4 separate regions of the Sus scrofa genome follow, and regions 1, 2 and 4 are each linked to region 3. Evidence: chromatin contacts called from public targeted proximity ligation data. All regions are on one chromosome and are shown on one strand. The core of a region is the stretch at or near the end of the contact, and the rest is flanking DNA. Distances in the headings are between cores, read along the strand shown. Region 1 has its middle 160 kb from the start of LY96. Region 2 has its middle 140 kb from the start of JPH1. Region 3 has its middle 11 kb from the start of GDAP1. Region 4 has its middle 96 kb from the start of LY96.

Region 1 (4,072 bases), core at 1,572-4,071, 180 kb before region 3:
CTTTCTTCGTTTCTTTTCTTTTTTAGGATTTAAAAACTTAAAGCACTATTAGCTTTTTTTCTCAAGGGCTGCACCGGTGGCATATGGAATCTCCCAGGCTCATGGTTGAATTGGAGCTTCAGCTACCAGCCTATGCACAGCCACAGCAACACCAGATCTGAGCCACATTTGCAGCCTACACTGCAGCTTGCAGCCCCACTGAGTGAGGCCAAGGATTGAATCCATGTCCTCAGGGACACTAGTCAGATTCTTAACCCGCTGTGCCTCAACAGGAACTCCCTAAAGCATTATTTTGGATTATATCTTGTGAGTGTGATTTTTAAAAAGTGGTTACTTTTTTTACTTCAGAGTTAGTCTCATTATTATAGCAACAAAGAGCTCCAGCGGTAAGATATCTTCTTGCTGTCTCTTAGCAATGACATTGCTTTGGGAAAATTTTCTAGGGGGCCTCTTGCAGTGCACCTGGGAAAAGCAGGATTTGCTGCTTTGTCCACCAACCTGAAAACACTGAGAGAGTGCAAATTCCACACACAGTCTGGCCTCTGCCCTTGTGGGTTCCTGACATTAGTGTATCGTGATGCACCTGTTTGATCAACATTGGTGCTACAGTTATGTTTTGGAGTGCCGAAGAAGCATTCGGCTTTAGAACATTATGAAGTACAAAGTTCTGTGTGTAGGATGACTATATGATTTATTGGGCAAGCCAGGATGCTTTTGAGAATAAACGAGGGCACCACGCCTAGTGATACCAGGACAGCAGCGTAGATTTCGACTGCTCGGGAGAAATGGGACATATGTTCATCCAGCTTTCCTGAGTCATGCTTTGCAAAGAAAAGATTTCTCTAAGCTGAATGCCATGTGGTGTTAGCTATTCCCCTCCCACCTGCTCCCTTCACACCCCGCCCCTGTCCCCTAGCGCCAATGAGCCAGTCATCTAGGGAGTGTCTAGACGTAGAGAGACGATTTGCAATTTCACTACTGTGACATCCTCACCAGACTATCCTGGCTTTTGCGTCTTTGACACACAATGTAGAGGACTAGCCATCATCCTGAGCCAGTGGGTGGCACATGGAACTGGCTCCAGGAAGTCAGAAGTCACCGGCTCCCCCCCAACTCTGCTCCTTTCCAGATGTGAGAGCTTAGAATTTCCTCTTCTTTTCTAAACCTCAGTTTTCCATTCCGTGGTATGGGAATCATGATAATGCATGTTCAGTCTGTTGGGTTTGTTACTCTGATGAGCAGAATGGCATGATAAACAATGTCACATTATAAAATGTTGGTTAGTTTGCAGCAACCTGGATGGACCTAGAGATTATCATACGAAGTGAAGTCAGAGAAAGACAAATACCACATGATATCATTTATGTGCAGAATCTAAAATATGACACAAACGAACTTCTTTATGAAACAGAAACAGACTCACAGACAGGGAAAACTTATGCTTACAGAGGGGAAAGTGGGTAGGCGAGGGATAAATTAGGAGCTTGAGATTAGCAGATATAAACTACTGTATATTAGATCGATAAACAACAAGGACCCACTGTAGAGCACAGGGAGGTATATTCAATATCCTATAATAAACCATAATGGAAAAGAGCAAAATAACAAAAATTAAAATGTTGGCTATTGGGAGTTCTTGTTGTGGCTCAGTGGTAATGAATCCAACTAGTATCCATGAGGACACAGGTTCCATCCCTGGCCTTGCTCAGCGAGTTAGGAATCCTGCATTGCAGTGAGCTATGGTATGGGTCGCAGACATGGCTAGGATCCCACATTGCTGTGCCTGTGGCATAGGCTGGCAGCTGCAGCTCCGATTGGACCCCTAGCCTAGGACCTTCCATATGCATATGTGCAGCCCTAAAAAAAGCAAAAAAAAAAAAAAAAAAGTTGGCTATTCATTCATTAATTGCTGTGACAGTTAACTCGGGAATTGGGCATGTTATTTCACCTCTCCAAGCCTCCCTTTTCCTTATCTGTAGAAAGAGGAGAATGGTATTTGCTTTTCCAAGGACTGATTTTGAAATACATTGAGCACCTACTCTCAATAAGCACGAGTTGGCTTCTCTTTAAATCGGGCTGTTCCTGGAACTTTGCAACTGGGTGATAAATGGATTCTTTTTTCTCGGCCCAGTTGTCAAGGGAATGAGCTCTTACTGTCTTCAACCTGCCCACTCCAGTCCTTGCAGACTGCTTCACGGGCTCTAGGGCAGGAGCGAGGATGCTGACTGGTGCAGAAGCCGAGTGACAGGAGGATTCAAGGCACAGGCTCAGGAGTGGCAGACTGCGAGCCTGCCAAGCAGCAGCACAGGGAGCGCCTTCCCTCATGCTGCTAAAAATACTGCCTCGAAAGTAATTTCTCTGGTCCTATTTTAGAAATCAGAGACAGATCCACCATATTCATGTTTGGATCCTGGTCAGGCTTCTGGTTTGGGTTTTAAATTTCCAGAGAGCTTTTTCTGGGGAGAGTGAAAATAATCTGTATGGGGCTTGAGAATCAAAATTTGAGAATACTGTTAGGGAAGAAACATGTTGGGCATCAGTTATGTAATTACTAGAGATTTTAAAGAAAGACTTTATTGGAAATAATCAAGATGTTTTAGTGACAAAATCCTTTCAAATGTGTACCCTTATATGTAAGTCCATGATTATAAAGATACTCTTTTTTTTTCTTAAGATAGATTAATGAAAGGAAATTTGCCTTTTCTTGTTAATTTCCCCTTCCTTTCTTCTTTTCCTTTCTTCCTCTTCTGAAACCTTCCATCTACCCCCTCCTTCCTTTCTCTCTTAGCGACTGTTTCACAGGGAGCTAGAAACCCTGTCTGTCCATAGGTTTATCTATCTCTGATGGATTCTGTTTGTCTTTGCTTCAGTGTTTCACTGTATCTTTTGTTCATCAGGCTTTCTTTCACAAACATTTACCAAGGAGCTATTTATGCAAAACACAGTATTTGGCCCTAGCAGAGGGCTGGGGAAAACACAAGGCCGATTCTCACATGATTCTCCCTCTGAGTCTCTCTCTTGGAGGATCCTGTGAGGCAGTGGAAGCGACACTGTTTAAGCAAGAATAAGGATATGCACTCGGGAGCTGGGGAAATATTGAGTGTGAAAGCAAGTCACTTGACCAAAAACCAACTTGCCAAAATAATCTTCAATATGCTGAGAGGCCAATTTACTGAAAATCAATTTGCCCTTGGCCCAGAGCTGCTGGGTATTGCTTGGCAGAAATAAGACACCCTAAGCTTCCTCAAGAACAACCTTGGTATTGGTATTGGTGGGGGGTGGAGGGAGGCTTTGAAATGCAGACCTAGGGATAGAGCTAAGGTTGGTCCTTTTGAATCTGGCCATGGGGGAGCACTTTGTATACAGAGTGGCAGTAATCAGAAGCTTAGTTTGCTTAGATAACAGAGACTATGTTTTTCTCTTCCTCCTGAATATATGGGCCCTGGTTCCAGCAGGAAAGAGATGGTGCCCACCAACCTGGAAATGTGAAGATGGCCTAGCAAAGGGATGTTTTTCAAGGCATGGGCAGCATTAGGGATACCAACGAGGAATAGTGCAGCGCCCTGGGGGTAGCAAGAGTGGGGAGCCATGACAATCAAACTGGGAGGGGAGCTACATGGACAGGGCCATCCAACTTGAGAAGGCGTCTGTGGTGGTCACTTCTTACCTTTCACTTCTCGAAGATAGCTCTCCTTGGCCAAACCCAACTGTGAACTGAGGAAAAGGATTTCCAGGCATAAAGAAGGGGAGAGCAGTTCTAGAAGCTACTTGGCGTATCAGTTTATGGTTCTGCAATATGGCAGCAAATTCTGTTCAGTTAAGGAAGAATATTGATTGTCATTTCAGACCAAAAGGTCGGTGTCCCTCCAGAAGTTCCTCAGGGGTGCCAGATTTATTTATCAAGAATTGAAATGCAAAACAAGGTATCTCATCAAATTATTTTTAGCAAGCGAGACTGTCAGTAATTCACACTATAGGTGGCTCCAGCAAACAATTTTGGAGTAGATCTTTGTTCAGAGAAGAGTTCTTTGAGTGAAACTCTCTAGCATGCTGAGTGCAAAGCCCTTTTGAA
Region 2 (4,484 bases), core at 1,350-3,849, 160 kb before region 3:
CCTGCCCTTGCTCAGTGGGTTAACGATCGACCTTGCCGTGAGCTGTGGTGTAGGTCGCAGATGCGGCTCGGATTCTGCGTCGCTGTGGCTCTGGCGTAAGCTAGCCCCTAGCCTGGGAACCTCCATATGCCGCAGGAGCGGCCCAAGAAATACAAAAAGCCCCCCCCCCCAAAATAAATAAATAAATAAATAAATAAAATTTTATTCTTATTCTATTCTATTCTATCCTATTCTATCCTTTCCTATCCATTATGGCTGCCTCCATGGCATATGGAAGTTCCCAGGCCAGGGATTGAATATGAGCCACAGCTGTGACCTATGCTGCACTTGTGGCAATGCCAGATCCTTTAATCCACTGCATCCAGCTGGGGATTGAACCTGCCCCTCCACAGTGACCCAAACCGCTGCAGTCAGATTCACTGTGCCACAGCGGTAACTCCTTGATTAACATTTTAAATCTCAGCTCCAAAGTCAGGTATCAAAATATTCAGATAGTGACAACATTTGGACCAGAAATTGGTTTTTATGTGTCTTTTGTTTGTTTTTCCATCCAGATTTTTGGACAGCACATAGATCCTGCTCTGCTATCACAAACCGTTTTGTCATTAATATATGACATTTTAAAAAATGTGTTTGATGTATTGAAACTCGTCTTACAGGGTGTCAAAGACTGTACTTCAGCTGCTCTCAAGCTTTTTGATTTTAGGACTCTTTTACATTCTTATCAAAGACCCCAAAGAACTTTTGTTCCTATGGGTTACATCTATATTTACTACATTACAAATTAAATCCAAGAAAATATAAACACATTTATTAATTCATTTAAAAATAAGTATAATAAACCCATTACATATGAATATAAACCATATAATTTTTATGAAATTAAGTGTATTTTTCAAAACAAAACCCCACATTTAGTGAGATAAGCAACACTGTTTCATTTTTGCATAGCTCCTAGGTGTGTTGCTTAGTAGAAATCCAGCTGGATTCTCTTATCTGGATGCAGTCTGTTACAGTGTCACACACTGTGTAGCATCTGGAAAGACCTCCTTGTATACCTGTGGGAGAATGAGAGTAAACAGGACAAATAACAGTTTAGCATTATTGGAGTTTCCATTGTGGCTCAGTGGTAATGAATCTGACTAGTATCCACAAGGATGCAGGTTCTATCCCTGGCCTCACTCAGTGGGTTAGGGATCCAGCGTTGCCATGAGCTGTGGTATCGGTCTCATGAGGCTTGGATCCTGCGTTGCTGTGGCTGTGGTGTAGGCCGGCAGCTACAGCTTGGATTTGGCCCCTAGCTCGGTAACTTTCATATGCCCCAGGGGCGGCCCTAAAAAGACAGAAAAAAAAAGAAAACCCAAAACAACAACAACAAAAAGCCCAAAGAGTTTAGCATTATTACAATAGAGTTTTGACTTCATGGATCCCCTCAAAGGGTCCCAGGTAACCTCTGGGTTCCCCAAATCACAGTATGAGAATTTTCCTTTATCATATTCCAGCCTCATCACTCCACCTTGGGGGAACCTTCTTTTTTTGGCCTGAATTTCATCTTTAACATGGAAGGAATAACCATATAACCATATTTACCTTCCCCAGTCTGCTGTGAGGATTGAATGACAGTTCATGTGATGCATTTAGAATTGGGCTTATGTAGAGAAAATTTGGGAGTTATTAGTGTGATTAAGGCAGCAGTTGATTATGAGTATTTTTAAATTAACTTTTTAAATTAAAATATACTTGATTTACAATGTTGTGCCAATTTCAGCAAAGTGACAATTATACATTGCTTTGTATAATTATACATATATATATATACATTCCTTTGTATATTATTTGCCATCATGTTCTATCCCAGGGGACTGGATATAGTTCCCTGCACTGTACAGAAGGACCTCATTGCATACCCATTCTAAAATGGAATAGTTTGTATCTCCTAACCCCAAACTCCTCTCTCTCCTCCCTCCCCCTGGGCAACTACAAGTCTGTTCTCTATGTGATTGTGACTATTTTTGATTTGTGATATTGTTCATCTGTAGGATTGACTTTATGCTGCTTCCTTGATCAGGAATGCCTCCCCTACTTAAAATCTTCCTGTTTTGAAAAAATAAGGTCCGGGGGTGAAAAGTACGAAAAAAACACACATGGCCGTTTTATTTTTTGAAAGAGATTTCTCTCCCACAGGATTTGATGTCCCATTAAGCATTTTTTCCTACTGATAATCCCTTTGTGATCAGGACTGGAAAAACATGTCCTCCACTCCCCAAGATGAAACGTGCCTTGACAGGACAATTCCCCAAATACAGATGGCATTTGCTATTCACTCTCATCACTGAACTGAATTCCCGAGAAGTCCAAGAAGAAAACCCGCCTTCAACCGCTATAATCATTCCTTAGGGGGCCATTGACCTTCCACGCTTCTTTCATTTATCACTGTTTTGTGTGTTGATCGAATTGTCACAAAGGCAGCGTGAATTAGAATTGCTAATCGAGGACACAGAATGTTAACGTTCTTCCCGTGTTGACATTGCACCGCTTCTCTCAGAATCCAGGATGTACAGCCTTCACGTTCTGTTGTATTTCACCCACGTGAGTTAAAATTTAAAAAAGCTTCACGTCACTTAAGCAACAGATGTTCTATGCATGCAAAGTCGGGCAGTCCTGTAATAACTCTCTTAAATGTAAAAGAACTTCAAACAACAATAATCCTTGGTGAATCCGAGAAGCATTAACGGTCTCCTCCTCACCCACCCTGCAAAGGGAAAGCATTTATGCAACTAATTAGTTTACCATAGTAAATAATCCACTGACATTTAAAAGAAGCATTCCTATTGGAGCCTGGAGTAAATATTATGTTGCATGTTAAACTATAAATAGGGCGAATAGTGGTGCCAGGCCCAGTTTTAAAATGCTATGGAAAATAAGTGAGCTCTGTCTGGGTAGCATGGGTGTTACAAGCCCTCTATACACAAGTGTCCAGTTGCCTGGCTCAGGTTCCCTATAGCTGCCGTGGAAACTTGATGATTCATCTCACTTTCCAGCATGACTCTAGCAGGTAGCTGAGAAAGCGAGTGTTTCTCTTGGAAATAACAAATGCAGAAAACGAAAGAAGACAAGATTTGGAACTCACCTTGCTGGATTCCTTCTCACTTTGAGAGAGTAGAGATGGAGTTCCCGCAGTGGCTCAGCGGTAACAAACCCAACTAGTATCCAAGAGGATGTGGGTTCAACCCCTGGCCTTGCTCAGCAGGTTAAGGATCTGGGGTTGCTGTAAGCTGTGGTGTAGGTCACAGCTGAGGCTTGGATCCGGCTTGGATCCAGCCAGCATATGCAACTCCCATCCGACCCCTAGCCTGAGAACTTCCCTATGCCTTGGATGCGGCCCTAAAAAACATTTATGCAACTAAAAAGAAAAAAAAGAAAAAAAAAAGAGTGGAGAAAGCAGGGCTTTCCACATAATCGAATTTTGCAACTACTTGTAGCTTAGATGAGAAAAAGCATATAATGTTCCTGATCATCATTTTACAGATGATCTTAGCCTCGAGGTCTGTGCTTTGAGGGATTTTTTTCCCAACCGCAAGTCACATGTAGCAAGTATGGAGCCCAGAATGGAAAAGTGAACCATGAAACAGAATCTCTATGTGGAGATTTCTCACATGCACACATTTGGATAAAGCAGAAACCAAGGGCTCAGTTTAAGGCCTCATTAAGGAAGGAGTGAGGAGGGAGTTCCCACCCTGACGCAGCATTAATGAACCTGAGTAGCATCCATGAGGTTGTGGATTGGATCTCTGACCTTGCTCAGTGGGTTAAGGATCTGGTATTGCTGTGATGAACTGTGGTGTAGGTCGCAGAAGCAGCTCAGATGCTGCGTGGCTGTGGCTGGTGGCATAGGCTGGCTGCTGTAGCTCCAATTCGACCCCTAGCCTGGGAACCTCCATATGACGCACGTGCAGGCCTAAAAAAAAAAAAAAAATAAAGGAGGGAGTGAGGAGAGGAGTAGAAAGAAGAACAAGTATTTTTAGGGCTCACCCAGGCAGAGCCAAAGGAGCAGCTGCCTTTCCAGGATATAAGAGGGGCCCAGAGATTCTCACTTGCTCCATTCCTGAAATTCCAGCCATAAGAACCACATGTTCAAATTAAGTCTCTCAGTGGAAGGACCCCATTTCTGTGTGTGACACATATTCATGGATTCAGTACATTGATTCAACATTTCCTAGGATTTGCAGATTGTTCCAGAAATGTAACGATGCCAGAAACCTTATAAAGAAAAAAGTTCTATTTCCTGTTTTATGACGTTTGTAGTCTCATAGATCAGAGAGAGAGAGAGGTAACAGCACATGAGGATGCTCATAGTTGGGGCTGCTTTATGACATACCACAGACTGGGTGGCTTTCTTACAGTCCTGGAGGCTGAAAATCCCAGTGCGAGGCACCCGCAGTTTCACTTCCTGGCGAGGCCTCGCCTCCTGCCTTGCCAATGGC
Region 3 (4,062 bases), core at 1,362-3,861:
GCCTCATCCACAACCTACACCAGAGCTCACAGAAACACTGGATCTTTTAATCCACTAAGGGGGGCCAGGGATCGAACCCATATCCTCATGAATACTAGTCGGATTTGTTACCACCGAGCCACAATGGGAACTCCCCAGATTCCACTCTCTTGAGGTCAGATGAATTGCAAGCCACCAGAAAATTAGATCCATTCCCCACCTTCTCTCCCTGCCACAGCCAGAGGGAGGGAGAAGCATGACTGAGTTATTTCCCCAAAGAGATTTGTATTGTGTTAGAGAGACTGAGTTACCCTGCAAGGGACAAAGAATTAAGAGTCTTTCCACTATCAGTGGAAATGAGTTTCTAGAGATGTTAATTTTGGTCCCAGAGAAATAAAACAGTTTCCTTTTTTTTATATATTTGAGGTGTGATGGCACAGAAATAGGCAACTGAAAAAAAGGAAGAAAGACAAAAACAATATTAGGGCAAAAAAGCCCTATATGTGATATGTATATATATCAATTTATTTTGTCTTTTTCAGGGCCGTACCCGAGGCATATGGAGGGTCCCATGCTAGGGGTTAAATTGGAGCTGTAGCTGCTGGCCTATGCCATAGCCACAGCAACGCCAGATATGAGCCACGTCTGTGACCTACACTACAGCTCATGGCAATGCTGGATCCTTAACCAACTGATTAAGGCCAGGGATTGAACTTGCATCCTCATGGATACTAATTGGGTTCATTTCTGCTGAACCATGGGAACTCCTATATTACTTTCTTAACAGGAACAACCAGGCTTTGTTCTAAGTGCTTTTACTGAAATATTCCTATATTTTATGGACATTTCAGGCTGCCATCTAATAGTGTATTTTATTTTTTTATAATTTTTATTAATTTATGGTCGTACCCACAGCATATAGACGTTCTGGGTCAGGGATTGGAATCTGAGCTGCAGCTGTGACCTATGCATCCTTGATCCCACTGCTCCGCCAGGAACCTGTGACCCTGTAGCTGCAGTCCAATTCCTCATACACTGTACCATAGAGGGAACTCCTACTAGTGCATTTTAAATACTACCCTGGATCCTGGAAAGGTATTTTCCCAGGCAGGCAGCCAGAAATCTCTGCTCTGGAGCACAATTGCATATTGTCATTTTGAGAGTGAACAGACAGTTTGGAGATGAACTACAGTTGAGCCAAAGGAAACGGTCCTAGAGGGAGGCCGACTGTCCCTGCTCTCAAATGACAGCAAGGCTCCTATTCTCAGCCTTTTCATTTTTCTAACTCTGTGTTTACATATCTTTTCCCATTTAATTCTCACAACAACCCTAGAAGGAGGTTACTGTTATCGCCCTAATTTTACAGAGGAAATGGAGGTTTAAAGAGGTGCCCCAACTGGGCCAAGGCCCAGCGGGGGATTCAAACCCAGGCGGTTGGCTCCAGAGCCCATGCCCGCAGCTCTGCAACCCACTGCCTCCCTTAAAATGTTCTGCTGTCTTGTGAGTGACAGAGTGGATTTGCGGCATGGCTCAGGAAATCTGAAGAGTCATTTTAGCAGAGCTAGAGATGTAACCATTGCCAAGGGCAGATGATCAGCCAGGTGAGGCTGAACTCGGGGGGATTATGAGCTAAGGTGGAAGATCTGAGCAATCAGTAAGGAAGAAGGGTCAGTGGTCGAGTCAGAATCACGCTCATTGGGTGCATCCCGCAATGATGCAGTAATTAGTTATTTATGTCTCTAAGCTCTTCATTTAGAAAGTCTGTATATAGTTACTTTCTAGGAGCCGTGTCACCTGTGCCCTGCACTATTGTATCCTTAATAGGAGTTTCTGTGGCGTGTCAATTAGCCCCTTTTGCGTCACAAAAGAGGAGTGTCTTAGTAAGGAAGAGCCCGAGGCAAGTGAAAAGCTTCAAGTGTTCTGGTAACATTTGGACACTCCCAACACTCAAGGGTGGAAAAGTCAACATTTGCCAAATTTCCAAGCAGTGCTTATCAGCCAGATTGTTTTCCCTCCCCGTTTATCCACCGCACGTTCTCTTTCCTTAGCCAAGGTCCTACCAAGTGCAGTTTGTGATAAGAGTGGGATGCTAACAGTACACATTTCGAAGACAAGACCACAGAATTTATAACTTTTCATGCCACACAGCAAATAGATTTGGGAATACTTCAGAACTTCTCATTTTAACTTTCTTCCCGATAGAGTCTATTTGCATCGCTGGTTTGAGCCTCGCAGACTTGGAGGGGAGCGGTGAAAGATGAACGGGCAGTGCTCAGCCACAAGGGGAGAAAAACGTCATCCAGACCCCAGAATAGCAACAGCAATAAATATGGTCATGTCGCTAGCTCTTCTGCTGAGGCCGAAGCGACAGACAGGGATCACATTTGCGGCACCTAACCAGCCTCCTGGCTACATGGGGCTGGCTCAGGGGTATAGAGGATTCATGCAGAAAAAGTTACCTGACAGAGCCTCTTGATTTGGGGTGACTTAGTACACAAAGGAGGGTGGCACGGACCCCACCGCAGGGCTGGAGGGGACTCGGCCCCCTTCTGGCCACAGGGGAATGTGTTCTAAATCGGCTGCTGCTTTCCGGACAGCTGGCTCAGGGCTCTTGAGAGCTGAGCCCAGAACTTCCCTGCATGTCTGCCTGAGAACTTGCTGTTATCTGCAGCTGCCACAGCCATCAAGGCACATGCGTAAGGGGGAAGGTGAAAAAGAGGGCTCTTGTGGGTCATCAGTTATTTAAAGCGGGCCCATCGGATTTCAGCCCCTTGGTTGTACAGAATCAGCACCTTTGCTCCAGGAGGTCTTGGAGGAAGCCGCGTCTCCCTCCCTTCAAAACTCTCCAGGTCCTCCCTTTGCCAGCCCAGCGACCTGACTCCCCACCATTTCTTCGACGTGTATTTCAGTTTCATACAATATACAGCAGTGTCTCTGGGTGGTTGTGGTTTTACCATCTTTCCTTTCTTTGGCCACGTGGAATTGGTCACACAGGGCTTTCATATTTTCATAACTTGCATACAGTCTCTTTTTAGACGAAAAACATTTTAAGCTAATATATAGGTACCCAATTTCCCCCCCTGCCTTTTGAAAACCAAAGCATCACCTGAATTGACCACTTTCCCTTTTTTTGATACACCTCCCTGCTCTAAAAGGATATCATTTCTTATCAAGCCCACCTCCTTCTCTCTGGATCTTTGGGGTTCACTTGGTCTCTCCAACCCAGTCCAAGGTCACACAGTTCACCCGTGTCACTGTGGCTATGTGCCACCTGTGTCCCTCCTGTAGCTTGAACAGGTACAGATTCAATTCCATGCTTCCATTTGTTTCCGTTCCATGCTTAGGACTTAAATTAAGCTTTTTCCCCTGGATCACCATAATTGCTTTTATTTGGGAGATACTGTAAGTGAAAAATGAAATGAAATGTTGTTTTAGATTTTGGTATCTCGCTAGAAACTTTAGCATTTTATTTTCTTGTCACTACTCTGCTTCTTTAGGATCTGATTAAGACTAACAAGATAAGTGAAGTAGTTGTTACAGCACTGGCTCTCGTGTTTGTTCTCTCAACGACCCTGGTGACGTTGGGTGGCTAAGAAAAAAGAAATCATGCCAGTGTGTTGAAGTTGGTGCCAAAGGAACATGGATGACTATTCGGTGCCTGGGACCCACTGCTGCCCAGAACCTTATCTTGTCCTATTTATACTTTCAATGAGCAAAATCTGACTTAGTGCAATCCTTGCAACATTAGCATTTTCTTTCTTTAAAGCTTATGTCTCTGAGTTTTAATGCCATCTTTCTCATGTGGCCAGGGACAATGCAGGCATAAATTAACTTCTCCGCTTATTATTTAGTGACTAAAAGAAGACAAAAGCAAGGACATTGAACAAATAAACTCCAATGTATTATTAAATATTCTAATTTGAATTACCAGGATAAATGCCAAATGACCTTAAATCCTGGGGAAGATGCCTTTCAGCATAAAAAGAAGGTGATAAAAAAAAGTGTCCTGGAGGATGACCTGCAGCATTTATTGGGAAAATAGAAGAAAAAAGTATTGTCCACTGAGAGGATGGTGACTCTGTG
Region 4 (4,187 bases), core at 496-2,995, 250 kb before region 3:
TGTAAAGAACTCATACAACTTAATAGAATAGTCAGAGGATATAAATAGATATTTTTCCAAAGAAGAGATAATAGGTGGTCAACATCATTAGTCGTCAGGGAAAAACAAAAATCACAATGCGATATCGCCTCATGTTAGCATGGCTATTATCAAAAAGACAAATAACAAGCGTTGCTGAGAATGTGAAGAAAAGGGAACCCTTGTGCATTGCTGGTAGGAATGTAAATTGGTACAGCCATTATGGAATATTTTGGAAGTTTATTAAAAAAACTAGAACTGCTATATGACACAGCAATACCACTTCTGGGTATTTTCCCCAAAGAAAATGAAAACTCTAATTTGAAAAGGTATATCGGAGTTCCCGTTGTGGCACAGTGGTTAACGAATCTGACTGGGAACCATGAGGTTGTGTGTTCGATCCCCGGCCTTGCTCAGTGGGTTAAGGATCTGGCATTGCCGAGAGCTGTGGTGTAGGTCACAAACGCGGCTCAGATCCTGCATGATTGTCGCTCTGGTGTAGGCTGGTGGCTATAGCTCCAATTAGGCCCCTGGCCTGGGAATCTCCGTATGCCTCGGGAGCGGCCCTAGAAAAGGCAAAAAGACTATATATAAGACTATATATATATATAGTCTTCCTGCTGAGGTGCAACAGGGTGGGCAGCATCTCTGCAGTGCCAGGACACAGGTTTGATCGCCGGCCCAACACAGTGCGTTAAAGGATCTAATGTTGCTGCAATAGGTCCCAACTGCAGCTCGGATATGATCCCTGGCCCAGGAACTCCACATGCCATGGGGCAGCCAAAAAAAAAAAAAAAAAAAAAAAAAAAAGATATATGCACTCCTGTGTTCATTGCAGCATTATTAACAATAGCCTATGTATACAAATGACCTACAGCTCCATCAATGAATGAATGGATAAGTACACACGTACATGTATAGATACACAATGGAATGTTATTCAGCCATAAAATGAGTGAAATTTTGTTATTTGCAAGAACATGCATGGGCCTCGAGGGCATTATGCTAAGTGACATAACACAGAAAAAAACGATACCTGATGATCTCATATGTGGAATCCAAAAAAACGAACAACAAAAACCCAACAAAAAATCCTGAGCTCATGGTTGTAGAGAAGAGATTGATAATTGCCTGAGATGGGGAGTAAGGTGGTATGAGGGTGGGGGCTGGGAGAAATGGGTAAAGGGGGGGGTCAAAATGTACAAACTTTCAGTTATAAAACGAATAAGTCACAGGGATACAATGTACAGCTTGGTGACTATGGTTAATAATACCGTATCGAATATTTGAGAGTAGCTAAGAGAGAAGCTTGAAAATTCTCATCACAAGAAACAAATTTTGTAACTATGTACGGTGATGGACGTTAATTGGACCTAATTGTGGCGATCCTTTTGTAATATATACAGATGTCAAATCATTATGTTGTACACCTGAAGCTATATTATGTTATGTCAGTTATTCCTCAGAAAAATCCTTAACTGTTGAGGAAGATTCCACGGTTCACTGGGTGAAAGAATGCTTGATTAAAGAACTAATGTGAAGAGGAAAGACAGATGATGATAACACTTTCTGATGGGAGCTTCTTTTGTTTTCTAAAGAAAACATTTGGTGGAGAGGTCCTGTGATTGTGGCAAGGTGTCCGTCTCATATTCATGTTATGCTTTGCTAGCTATACGAAGAGCTATGTCTTTAAATGACTTAACAGGACATTTTCAAGCAACTCAGCACTTGGCAGATTTAATTTTGACGAGCAGGAGCAGGTGGGTGGCTCAGGCTTCTCAACCTTGAAGAGATGACCCCGAATGACTTTGTTTTTTTCCTGGTAGTTGCAAGATAAAATAAGATTTAATTAAGGAGCTTGCGGAAGGTACTTCCCTTGTTCAGGTGAAAGGGAGAGAAATGTGTGACAAATAGAAATAGGTGTAATGAAAGCACCGAAATGAGGTGAGCCTTGGGAAGCACACTGACAAGGCCTCCCTCGGGGTTGGTAATTTGCAAGAACAGTTTCTGTTTAAACAAAGGAATGAAACCCAACCAGCCATAAAGCTCCCACAAGCATGCATACTTTTGTCACTCTGAGTTTGAGATCTCTTTTCTGTTTTTCTCCAGTTGGGGAAGAGACCTCAGGGCTGAGGGAAAAGACCTCCTTGCAGGCTTGTGCCTTTTCAGAGCTTTGAGAAGCTTTAAATGCTTTGAAAAGTGTGCACGTTTCTGAAATTGTTTCAAATGGTAACCATCTTGAAGCCATCTTTCCTTTTTCTCTAAGGATTCCATTTTCTTCCTTCCTCCTCCTCCCTCTCCTACTTCCTTTCCTCTCTTTCCCTCCCTGTCTGGGTAAAGTTTCCAGCACCTGGCTTATTTGCCAGGAAAAAGACAACTGCTTGCAAAGGAGAAAACCCTTTGCTGGGTGCTCGGCTGCACTGGGATCCTACCCTCCTGGTTGGGATGGACAGCTGGGCTGTGCGCTGGTTCCTGGGCTCCTGCAAAGGGAAATGCCCCGTCTTGTATCCCCCATTCCAGAAGAGGGGCAAGTTCAGGGGTCTCATGAAAGATTTTGCAGTCTTTGAGGTCATTACCCTGCCTGTCTTTCCCCAGAATGCTTTCATAGGTTAATCATTTACTTCACATTTTGTACCTGGGAGCGTATGATTATGAGGACAGAAGATGCTCTCTTGCTTGGCTTCTCAGAGACAACTCTAGGCACTGCAATTTGGGGATGCAGGCTGTGGTGTGTGACTGCTGGGGGATCTGCCCTTTGGATTGAACAGGATTTAAGTGAAATGTTTGAGTTTTGTTTGGTATAAAAATTCTATCAGTTTCTCTTATATTCAAATCTCTCACTGGATTTGTAAAAGTTTTTAAGCCAGGGTAAAGTGGCATGCATTAATGTATGTCCACACCCACGCTGTTTTTAAAAATTAAGATTCCTATTCAATTTGGACTGCTCTTTCTTTCTCATCCCTTTGCCCCACTGTTATCTTCTTAGATATTTCTGTGAGTCTGTCTACAGCTGTGGAGTAGAAACGTAACACATTATTTATTTATTTTTGTCTTTTTGCCTTTTCTAGGGCTGCACCTGCGGCATATGGAGGTTCCCAGGCTAGGGGTCCAATCGAAGCTGAGCTGTAGCCGCCGGCCTACGCCAGAGCCACAGCAATGCAGGATCTGAGCCACGTCTGCAACCTACACCACAGCTCACGGCAATGCGGGATCCTTAACCCACTGAGCAAGGCCAGGGATGGAACCTGCAACCTCATGGTTCCTAGTCGGATTTGTTAGCCACTGAGCCACGATGGGAACTGCATTAACACATTATTTATATAGCATGCATTTCTAAAAGACTTCCAAAAGGGTCAGATGATTTAAACATTGTTCTTCTGTTCAGTGTTAAGTGATTTTTAAAAATAATTACGTTTTTCTGCCTAGCTTAAAGATGGATTTGATGGGCTATGATAATGACATGGTAAAGTCAGCTGCCTTTTAAGAGCTCCTATCTGTTTAGTGTTAAGTGATCTTTTAAATTGTCCTTCAGTTCTTACCTTTCATCTCATTTTTATTTTACTTCCTTCCCTTACTTTCTTCCCTCTCCTCTTCTTACTCTTCCCTTCTTCTCCTTTTCTCTCTTGATATAGTTATACATCTGTCTACATACACACACATAAATATTACATGTAATATTTTTCTCAACCTTAGTCATTGATTAAGGTGTTTTCCAGGCTTCTCCACTGTCAAGTACTATTTTTTTTTCTCTTTACAATTAAACAGTTTGTGAGGAGAAGCTTCACAAGTGTGTCAATAGTCTGTTTCATATTAAAATTTCACCTATCCATGCTAGCTAGCATTCATGGATACCTTCCTAACGCCATCATGTCAAGTAATACACGTAGAAGAAATGATGGAGGTGGAAAATTGTTTTCATAAAAGATTACCTGCAACACTGGCTTGACTGTTCTACAATGTATTTGACAGATGATATAACCTAGGGACACAGAGCTTCAGCTATAATATAAAGGAGAAATGTCAGAATAGTGATGTATGGTTCACATACTATATATTTCACCATGTGCATGCACTGGCACTTCTACATGAGGACACGTCAAAGGAGTCGGATATGAGATATATGTGCAGAGTGGTTTAGTGACAGCTCACGTTCCATCAGTGGCATTTTC

The links.
Region 1: a targeted proximity ligation map of skeletal muscle shows a contact between it and region 3. A contact is called at or near these places in 4 of 47 Hi-C or Micro-C datasets (heart right ventricle, psoas muscle and skeletal muscle) and 1 of 2 datasets of targeted methods (skeletal muscle).
Region 2: a targeted proximity ligation map of skeletal muscle shows a contact between it and region 3. A contact is called at or near these places in 2 of 47 Hi-C or Micro-C datasets (psoas muscle and skeletal muscle) and 1 of 2 datasets of targeted methods (skeletal muscle).
Region 4: a contact with region 3 is called in a targeted proximity ligation map of skeletal muscle. A contact is called at or near these places in 5 of 47 Hi-C or Micro-C datasets (embryonic fibroblasts, fetal heart ventricle, fetal skeletal muscle and 2 more) and 1 of 2 datasets of targeted methods (skeletal muscle).

The regions. Positions count from the first base shown.
Region 1 is chr4:61,789,085-61,793,156 of Sscrofa11.1, reverse strand. No RefSeq gene overlaps it. Among named protein-coding and RNA genes, the nearest start is that of LY96, 160 kb to the left of the region's middle.
Region 2 is chr4:61,764,011-61,768,494 of Sscrofa11.1, reverse strand. No RefSeq gene overlaps it. Among named protein-coding and RNA genes, the nearest start is that of JPH1, 140 kb to the right of the region's middle.
Region 3 is chr4:61,605,065-61,609,126 of Sscrofa11.1, reverse strand. No RefSeq gene overlaps it. Among named protein-coding and RNA genes, the nearest start is that of GDAP1, 11 kb to the right of the region's middle.
Region 4 is chr4:61,852,924-61,857,110 of Sscrofa11.1, reverse strand. No RefSeq gene overlaps it. Among named protein-coding and RNA genes, the nearest start is that of LY96, 96 kb to the left of the region's middle.